Regions from separate parts of the Mus musculus genome. Here region 1 is linked to region 2. Evidence: chromatin contacts called from public Hi-C data. All regions are on one chromosome and are shown on one strand. The core of a region is the stretch at or near the end of the contact, and the rest is flanking DNA. Distances in the headings are between cores, read along the strand shown. Region 1 overlaps Nudcd3 (NudC domain containing 3). Region 2 overlaps Camk2b (calcium/calmodulin-dependent protein kinase II, beta).

Region 1 (4,448 bases), core at 1,470-3,969, 82 kb after region 2:
TGGTAAAAGATGTCAGCCACCTTATTTTTAAAACAATTTTTTATTGTGAAATTACATAACACTTTTTTTTTCAAAAGTCAACAGTTCAATGGCAATTGGTACACCCATGATGGTATGCAACTAACCACATATGTATCCTGAAACATCACTCCAAAAAGAAGCCCTATAGCCAGATGTAATTACTCTTCATCTTACCATAATAAAATCTCCTAAATATCTTCCCTGACACCTCCGGCACAATTACTGATGCTTTTGTCTCATTGGATTTCACACAAGTGAAACCTTACATTGCTCTGTGTTGGCTCCTTTCACTTATTATAAGGTTTTTGAAGGTCATCAGTGTTGTGGCACATATCAGAACTTCATTCCTCTCCATGCTGAGGAGCATTCCACTGGATGAATTAACCACAGCCTGTTATCCATTCTCCCCCTTTTGGCTATGTGAATAATGCTGCTATGTGCAAGGGTTTCTGTTTTCCCTTCCTTTGGTATTTACCTAGGAATGGAATTGCTGGCTCACATGGTACTTTAGGTCTCAAGAAAGCACCAAATCGTTTCCCACTGGAGCTGGACTCCTTCCACATCCTGGTACTGCACAAGGAAAGGATCCAGCCCTCTACTCCCTCATGGATATTTAGTTTTGTTGTTGTTGTTTTGTTTTTGTCATAGCCATTTTCGAGGGTGCCGTAGCTTGTTATTCTTTTGCCTGGCTATACACAAGTATACATGGTTCAGTATTTTTCTCAGTGACCTCTGCCCTAAGGTTCAGGATGCTCTTGAATCTGGGGCAGGAGACCATACCAAAGGTTCTGTCATTTCCAAAGCTTCTGTGACTATTCTGAGTGGGCAGTCAAGGGTTAAGTGAGGCTGCAGTGTTAGTGACGGCTCATGAGTATCTTCCCCTACCTTGGCCTGGCCTCCTTTGTTTGCCACAAAGCTTCCTTGAAGCATTTCATGTGCTGTGCTGTCTGGCTCCTTACCCTCACAGCCAGGACCTAGCCTTGACTTTTTAAATACCTTCATGTCCCAGAAGTCTTAGCTGACACGTTCTTCTGAGCATCACTGACTTCCTTGGAGTAATACCCCTAGGGAACTCAGGTAAGACACTTTGGGCACTTAATCTTCCAAATAAACTACTTAAAGTGGTTAGAATACACTCAGGTCTCCGAGGGTAGGGTAGGGTATTCTTGATACTGAAGACAGAATCTGAGTTGTGTGAGAACAGAGGAAAAATGCTCATGGAAGAGATTTCAAGGGTTCCTGGCTAAAGACCACACCCTGGCAAAAGTAGTCCCATGGTTTGCTTAAATTAGCTGTTTTTGTTTTAACATTTTGTTACTTTGTAACAAGTCAGACTTGAGGAGGTGTAGTTTGCACACAGTAAAACTCACCCTGTTGCAATTTAGTCTCCTCCAGCCTCCACTACAACCCACCCACACCCAGGCCTTCCCTCCACTTCATTTTGCATTGCTCATCTTGCCATCCAGCTTGTCCAGGTCCAGGATGTCTTCCCCTGAACACCACAGCTTGTGGGCTTGTATACACGCTTCCTTTCTGGATCCTGTGGGCTATGATGCTTGGCAAGACTATCCCATGATGTAGGTGATCACTATCTGTCCATGGCCGTGTAGGTGTTCCTAGGGTTTGGTGGTTGGGTAGGAAGCTGTTGTAAAGATGTGTGCGTTTCCTCCTCTTGGGAGCACAGAGCAGGTCATTAGGGCTGCAATGTGGGCACACTGGCTATGTCCACCACCTGGCACTCATAGTAGCAGTGAGGCGTTCAGGGTCCCACAGCTCCTCCAAATTGAGCACTATGGGCTTCTTGGCAGCCACTCTCACAGGTATACAAGGCATCTCACTGTAATTTTGACTTTATTTCCCTAGTGATGCTGAGTTTCCTTGTATGTTTGTAACACTACTCATTTCTTATTTGCAAAAAACTTCAAATTTACACATTGCTGAAAGTACAGAGAGCCACACAGGCATTTAGCAACTGTCCTACTCTGTATGTGTTTGCATAAAACATAATAAATAATGCTTTTTTCTGAATCATTTAAGAGTAAGGACCACTGTGTTGGCCCTGTACCCTGACTTACTTTCTAAGACTAAGTAAGTCTTCTCAAGTAGCAGCCTGGCCTGCTTCCCTGGTCCTCTCTACTTCGCTAAGGACCCTGTCTAGTGTCTCCTGAGGAACCCAGGTGTGTATGTGGCCCACCTGCAGGTATCTTGCAAGAACATTCCCTCTCATTCCAGGCCTTCCCACACTGTCACATTAACACATAAGCATCAAGCTCTTAGGACCCTGTGAGGTCCCATCTCCCACTGACCTCTCCTTACTGACAGGGCATGGGCACTGCTAAAGACAGCACCTTCTGTTCAAGGAAACTGCTTGCTGCCTCCTGGCCACCACCTTTCTCAGTGGCTTAGAAAGTCACTCTGAACCGTTGGGGCAAAATGAGGTGGCCCTTTCCAAGGTCACTGTGACCTCACCATTTCCTGGATGCACTCTCATTTTCCAGGTCCTCCTTTACCTGCCTGGTCCCAGAACACAATAATTTCCCAGAGGGACCCCAGATTGTCACTGACTGAACAGTGCTCCCAAAATGTCCTCGCAGAAAAACTTCACCCTCGGTGTGAATAAACTTACCTCAGCATCCCCCGATCTGTGCCGATGACTCACCAGCATTTCTATCCCTTTCCTTCCTTAGTAACGGAACCTCATTTCTATTCAGGGAAGCACTGTGCCCAGTGAGGATGGCTTTACTCCTCGCAGCTGCCCGTGGGATTGAGTTTGGGCCAACGGGAATGTTGTGGGACGTTCCTTCCAGGAAGGCACCTTGGAACAAGGGCAGATAATGGGGTGAGATGACAGCATGGCGGGGGCACCTGCTCAGCTCGACACCCACTGTGGAGAGATGTGGGCAGCCTGACTCCTATGGGTATGCTGCAAGCCAGCTCGATATAAGCAGTCTCCTGATTTTCAATGTCATCAACTGCCTTTCTGAGCTTAAGAAATTAAAACAAAAACTAAGACGCTGCATAGGTCAGACAGGATACAGCCATGGATCTCACCCAGGGAGGCAGAATACAGCTATACTTGCAGAGTGGGGACAACACAATGATACAAAGCTATGTGCCACTTTCTTCCTACTATACAGGAGGAGGTGCTGAGGGCCCATCCACTGTTCAGCATAGTCCTGCTTTCATTTGGAACAAGCAGTCTTAGGTCACTGCCTTCTGCGTGATCTCCAAGCCTCAGCCTGGAGATAGCATTACACTACAGGTATAAGGGCTCACATTCCAGTATGTATAAAACCAAGGTTTGGGGCGCTTGCCAAAATGCTAAAATAATTTAATTTGTAGTTTCCATTCTGGATTAATGAACATGATCAGTAAGTGACCTGCAAGGACATCTTCATAGGCCAGGAAATGTTGTCACATCAGGAAAAGTGGCTTGCAACTCAGAGAAGGCCAACAACGGACCCTTTCATCCTTAAAAGAAAACTGGAGATGCCCAGACAAACTGGCAAGGAACATTAAGTAGTCCTGGGAGACAAGGGGTGTCGCTGCTGACGCAGCACTAGTGCCACTTAGAAATGATGCGCCCTTCGGGGACAGCCACAGAGCAATTATCCTGGGGTTCCACTTTTTGAGAAATAACTTCAGGAAATCATCTCAATACAGTCAGGGAGGTACAGCTTATATAAAAATACTCACAGGGCTAAAAAGAAAAAAAAGAAAAAACAAAACCACATAAATAAATACAGTGAAGTAAGCTTTAAAGCCGGAATTCCAACATCTGTTTCTTCAGAAAATATTCTAGTGCTATCTGAACAATGCTAAGTAGTTTGTGTGTGAGATGTCAGTACATGAAGATGCGTGGAATGGCATTCACTGCTCAGGCAGATCCAACTACCTTTGCAACACAGCCATGTCCAATAGTCCCTGAAGCAGAGCATGCCGCCTGCCTACAGCTACCCACGCAATGCAGAGGGCAGTCAGCTTGCCAGCTCTCCACAGGGAGGAAAAAACGAGGCCAATGCACAAGCTCAGTGCCTCGCTTCTGGAACCGAACGGAGAGTCAGGAAAAGTAGCTGGTGCCGTTGCCACGGCTGATTTTACATCTCTGTAACCAGGCAAGGAGCTTGCCTGAGTCAAGAAGTCTCATTTAACATTCTCAAGTGTGGGAGGGAGGGAGGCAAGAACTGTCACACGGTTTTAGCTGCCACCCCTGCCTGCCCTGACTGTCTGGTGTGGGATCTACCACAAAAGGGAGAAGCAGCAGGACACGTGGAAGGGCTGAGAAGCGAGTGGCATGTCTACACTCCCCTGCTTGGAGGTGAGAAGGTCAGACCCTCTTACTGCAGAGTCTAGAGATACCAATAACAGCTCTGAATGCCACTCCTCTTCACAGATGCTGCAAGGACCCTGTGTGAGTGTCCCAGGCC
Region 2 (4,465 bases), core at 1,384-3,883:
CATGCATATATGGATCCATCTATCTGACTGTCCAGCCATCTGTCTGTCTGTTCATTCATCTATTTCTCCTCATCTAAGATGAGGTCCTGGTGTTTTCCAGGCTGACTCTGAACCACTCAAGCCATCCTCGCAACTCCAGAGTGGCTGGGACTATAGGCTCACATCAGCATGCCTAGTCCTTGACTATTTTAATGCTGACCTAAACAATTTTCTGGACACACTAACCTCTGCTTGGAACAGAGTGTTGATGTTACCACAAGATTTTTCTTTTTATGTGTTTTTCAACTTCTAAGCAACAATGCAGACAGAACCCATCTATCCACCTATCACTAGCAGGAATTGCTTTTGTACTGTTATCATTATGATTACAATATCTGCGACAGAATAGCCAAGGTCATTAAGAATACACTGGAGTCACTGTGACCTTCCTAACCTGCACATTGCCTATGCAGGTGTGGCTCTACACCCTGTGGAGACTTCCTGTTACACAAGAGTGGCTTGTCTATCCTTCTGCTCCCTGTCCCCATCAGTATTCCACATGCCTTGGGCACATCTTCCACAGCACGATCTGACCTGTGAGCATTGTTTGCTGTGTGACACCCTGACCATGACTTCCAGTAGTGAACCTCCATCCACTGGTTCGATGGCCCTGGAGCAGGTGAGGAGGACATTCCAGCTGTGACAGAAGCTAAGTCCTCACAGAGAAGTGCTTGCTGTCCAGGACCACCCACAGATGGCTAGAGGGCAAGCTAAGCTCCCAGGCTGTCTGCCCAGCCCTGCCTAGCATCCAGATGTCTTGGATTCTGAGCACTGGGCTTGAGGTGGGACCCTTCTCACTGAAGGACAGCACTGCATTCTGCCTGCATACACACAAATTCCAAGTGGTCTCCAGGCACCAGCCGTGGCTCCTCGGCAAGTCCTTTATTGGCTTTTGTCTTTTCCACGGGCTCCACCTCACACATCATGCTCACACTTTGGCAAGAGTCCCTCAAGCTGTGGAGAGCTCCCCTCATCTGACAGCCAAGAACTTCTCTTTTGGCAACTGAAGGGCTTGCTTCCAGTTTGCCATCTCTTGAATGACCTGCTGTGAGCAGTTTGGTTATTTCCACAGTATTTATTTCCAAATGCAAATCATTGGGTGTTCTTACATTAATTTATGACCTTAACAACAGTCAGCCATGCTCCAGCTGCTAGGCCCTCTAGCCCTGGTCTTTCCTGGGTCTCTGATGCCCTCCCCTGCTCTGTAGTGAGGCATCTGTTTCTTGGCATGTAGATGGATCACCCTGATCCATGCCTGAGTGGTCACATGCCTGATTAGCTGTGTGACCAATTCCCTTGTTTCCATGACGTGGTATGACTCCATTCTAAACCTAACAACATGTGCAACTGCCCCTATTTACTTTTTACGTTTTTTATTTAGTTACAGCTTTGGGTTTTTTGAGACACGGTTTCTGTATGTAGCCCTGGCTGTCCTGGAACTTGCTTTGTAGACCAGGCTGGCCTTGAACTTAGAGCTCTGCCTGCCTCTGACTCCCAATTGGTGGGATCAAAGACATGTACTACTATGCCCAACTGTATTTTTAATTTTTCATCTTACTTATTTTGTGTTTGTTTGTGTGTGCATGTGGATATATGGTGTGGGTATGAAATGGAACATTCTTTGTGTGTGTGTGTGTGTGTGTGTGTGTGTAGGACTTTCAGGTTCTTTTGTTTAGCCATCAGCCCGGTGAGTCTCCCAGGAAAGCGGCTTTCTCCTAACATATTTGCTACAGAAATCTTCATTCAAAAAAGGCTCCAAGAGAACCAAACATTTTGAGGAAGGAACACTGACTATGGCTGGAACTCCGTGTGACCCACAGAAGCCCATAGCAGAAGCTTCTGAAGGAAGGGTGACTATGTCATCCATCAAAACACACACCCAGATTCCTTGACTTCACCCCAGCCCACAGCTGCTGCCCTTGGAGGCTCTGTGAGCACATCTCAGATGGAGAAATCCCTAGCAGGGTACCCGGCTTCTCTCTGAATTCTCAACTGGGTAGGATTAGGCTAAGGGGACACATGTGGCTTTCTGTGATCAGAGCAGGCCTGTTGCCTGGCAAAGCTTACATGTGCGCCAATGGTTGTACACAGGAGCCCGTTTATGTCACCTCATGACTTCAAGTGCTGTGGGCGCAGGATGTCTTTATTCTGGTGATGACCCTCCATGACCTGCTCTCATGAACCTGTATTAAAAGCTCGGTCTCACAGGCTGTAGCACTTCTCAGTCTAACCCCTCCCTGCCGTAGCTGGACTGTCTAGTTATCCTGGTCTGTGGTTGTCCTGGGGGTCTCGAGGCAGCAAGATCCATGTGCCTGGGTGGTACTCTAGCAGGCTCTTGGGAGCTCCTCGCCCTCCCAGGAGAGCTGCTCCATGTTCTTCTTGCCCAGCGCCCCTAATAACGAGACCCCCATCTGATGTATGTGACAGGAGCTGGGGCTCCCACGTCTCTTCTTGGCTCCTCCTCATTCCCACCAAAGCTGCTAGTGTCACAGGCCCACACAGGACACTTCCGTCTCTTCCCACACGGGGACAAGTCAGGAGGTGGGAACAGGGCCACAGCATCCTGGGCTGCTGCCAGTGGGATGGACAGCTGAGAGGGGCATGCTCGGGCAGAAGCAGGGATATGAGATGGATCGTCCCATCAGCAGGCACTGGCTGCTGACTCTCCCGTCCCAGCAACAAGCCAAGGATTGGCTGCAGAAGTGACAACTGTGGGGCAGGAATAGCACCCTGGGACACAGCTGTCTGGATGCTGGGTGGTTGAGCAGCAATGTCTGCTGACCCTAGGAGGACACGGAGGGCTGTATGTCATGTGATCTCTGGTTTGGAAAGACCCACAGGTCAACAGGCTGGTCCTTTACTTTTCAACATGACCGAATACTATCTCCTGCCCCTCTCTTCCTCCCTCCACGCAGGCACCAGACAATCTGGAAATCTGCCCTCAACTCGGCAACCGGTTTTTCCACAGTAAAGGGCCCTGGGAACAAGGGTAGGGTGGTCTCAGGCAGCTCAGACCTGCCGAATACCCTTTTCTGCTGTAGACTCTAGGATAATCTCCCCAATCTTGGCCCATTCCCCATTTTCCCAATCCTCCCCCATAATGTACCAGGAAGCACATACCAGCTGAAAAGGTCACACAAGGCTGGCTTGCTCATCTCCCTGGCACCCTGACCATGAATCATCTGAGACTCATACAGCATATTAATAAATTCCTAAGGTAAGCCTAGCAGGTACTGGCCTCTCCCGGCTCCAGCACGGCCGATCCTTGGACCACAGAAGTAATCTATCCCCTCTCCAGTACAGAGGCAGCCAGGCGGCAGCAAGGTCAGATGCAGGTAGAGGAGAGAGCCTGCAGCTAGGGCTCAGCAGACATGAATAACGGATTGACCCCAGTAGATATACTTGGAACAGGGGATGTCAAGGGGAAAAGATCAAGGTTCCTCACCCCAAACTCGGAGATATCAAGGAAAGCATTGAAAGAATACGGCTTTGAATGAGACAGACCTGGGTAAATAAAATAAGTTTCCGATAGGTTCTTGGTGGGTTTGATTTGTTTAAAGAGCCAAGGTGGAAAGCAAAGCTGGGGCATTCTCTGGTCCAGGATGAAAAGCTTAGCGCTCTCCCTCCTCTCTTCACACGCAAGGCTGAACATGTTAAACAAAGGTCATGAACTCTTCCTAGATCCACCGGGGAGCTGAGGTCACAGGCAAATTGCTGTCACACTATACCTTAGCAGAGCACAGGCTCTGGGAGTCAGTGCTGGGATCGGAACCCACTCACCTGGTCCTGGAAGCTCGATGTGGGCTGGCCAGTCTTGACGGCATACACTCACCCTTTTGTAAGTCTAACCGCCAGGAGCCCCAGCAGCTCCCACAGGGAAATCAGGGGATCGGTCTCTGGGGCATCAGGCAATGGGAGTGGGTAGGCAATCATTTTAAATACATTTGAGTATCCTGTTCCTCTTAACAAAGCCTGCCACCCAGGATGCTGACTAACTAAAGCCAAACCTAACCCCAACCCCTTCTAGCCGTCCTGTAATGTATAACAGGGAAGGGAGGGAAGAAAAAGCAGGTGTGAAGTCACAGCCTGGATGCTGAGAACTGAGCACGGGCTGACAGAGCTCTCTCCCCAACAGCAGTTCCCGAACCACTGGACACCTGTCTACCAGAGTTGTCGCCTTTATATTATGTCTGACTGTCGACCAAAACCTACTAATTAAACAAAAGGACAAAAAGACACGGAGCAGGCAAGCTCCCATGTGGCAGGGAGATGCTGAAACTGGCAGATCGGGAGCTGGAAACAACCATGATCAACATGTTAAAGGCGCTAATGGGAAGACTGGAATGCACGCAGGAGCAGATGGGCAATGTGATCAGAGAAATGGAAATTCTGAGGGAGAATGGGAAACAATGAGGCAAATCAAAGA

What was found. Hi-C and Micro-C count contacts between places; a contact is called where the count stands out from the background.
Region 1: a Hi-C map of myocytes shows a contact between it and region 2, with 2.5 times the contacts expected there. The contact joins two enhancer-like sites. A contact is called at or near these places in 6 of 484 Hi-C or Micro-C datasets (the G1E-ER4 cell line, cortical neurons, liver and 3 more), 3 of 115 datasets of contacts at active chromatin or transcription factors (embryonic stem cells and stem cell-derived neural progenitor cells) and 2 of 9 other capture datasets (adipose tissue and liver).

What each region holds. Positions count from the first base shown.
Region 1 is chr11:6,116,687-6,121,134 of GRCm38.p6, forward strand. The region is part of intron 4 of Nudcd3 (NudC domain containing 3); the gene reads right to left. Among named protein-coding and RNA genes, the nearest start is that of Gm46269, 30 kb to the left of the region's middle. Within about 2 kb of position 2,720, at least 52 of the 459 cell types and tissues checked have an H3K27ac peak or open chromatin away from gene starts, as enhancers often do. A contact at or near this core is called in myocytes and neural progenitor cells, where this site is marked.
Region 2 is chr11:6,034,743-6,039,207 of GRCm38.p6, forward strand. The region is part of intron 1 of Camk2b (calcium/calmodulin-dependent protein kinase II, beta); the gene reads right to left. Among named protein-coding and RNA genes, the nearest start is that of Camk2b, 29 kb to the right of the region's middle. Within about 2 kb of position 2,634, at least 22 of the 459 cell types and tissues checked have an H3K27ac peak or open chromatin away from gene starts, as enhancers often do. A contact at or near this core is called in myocytes and neural progenitor cells, where this site is marked.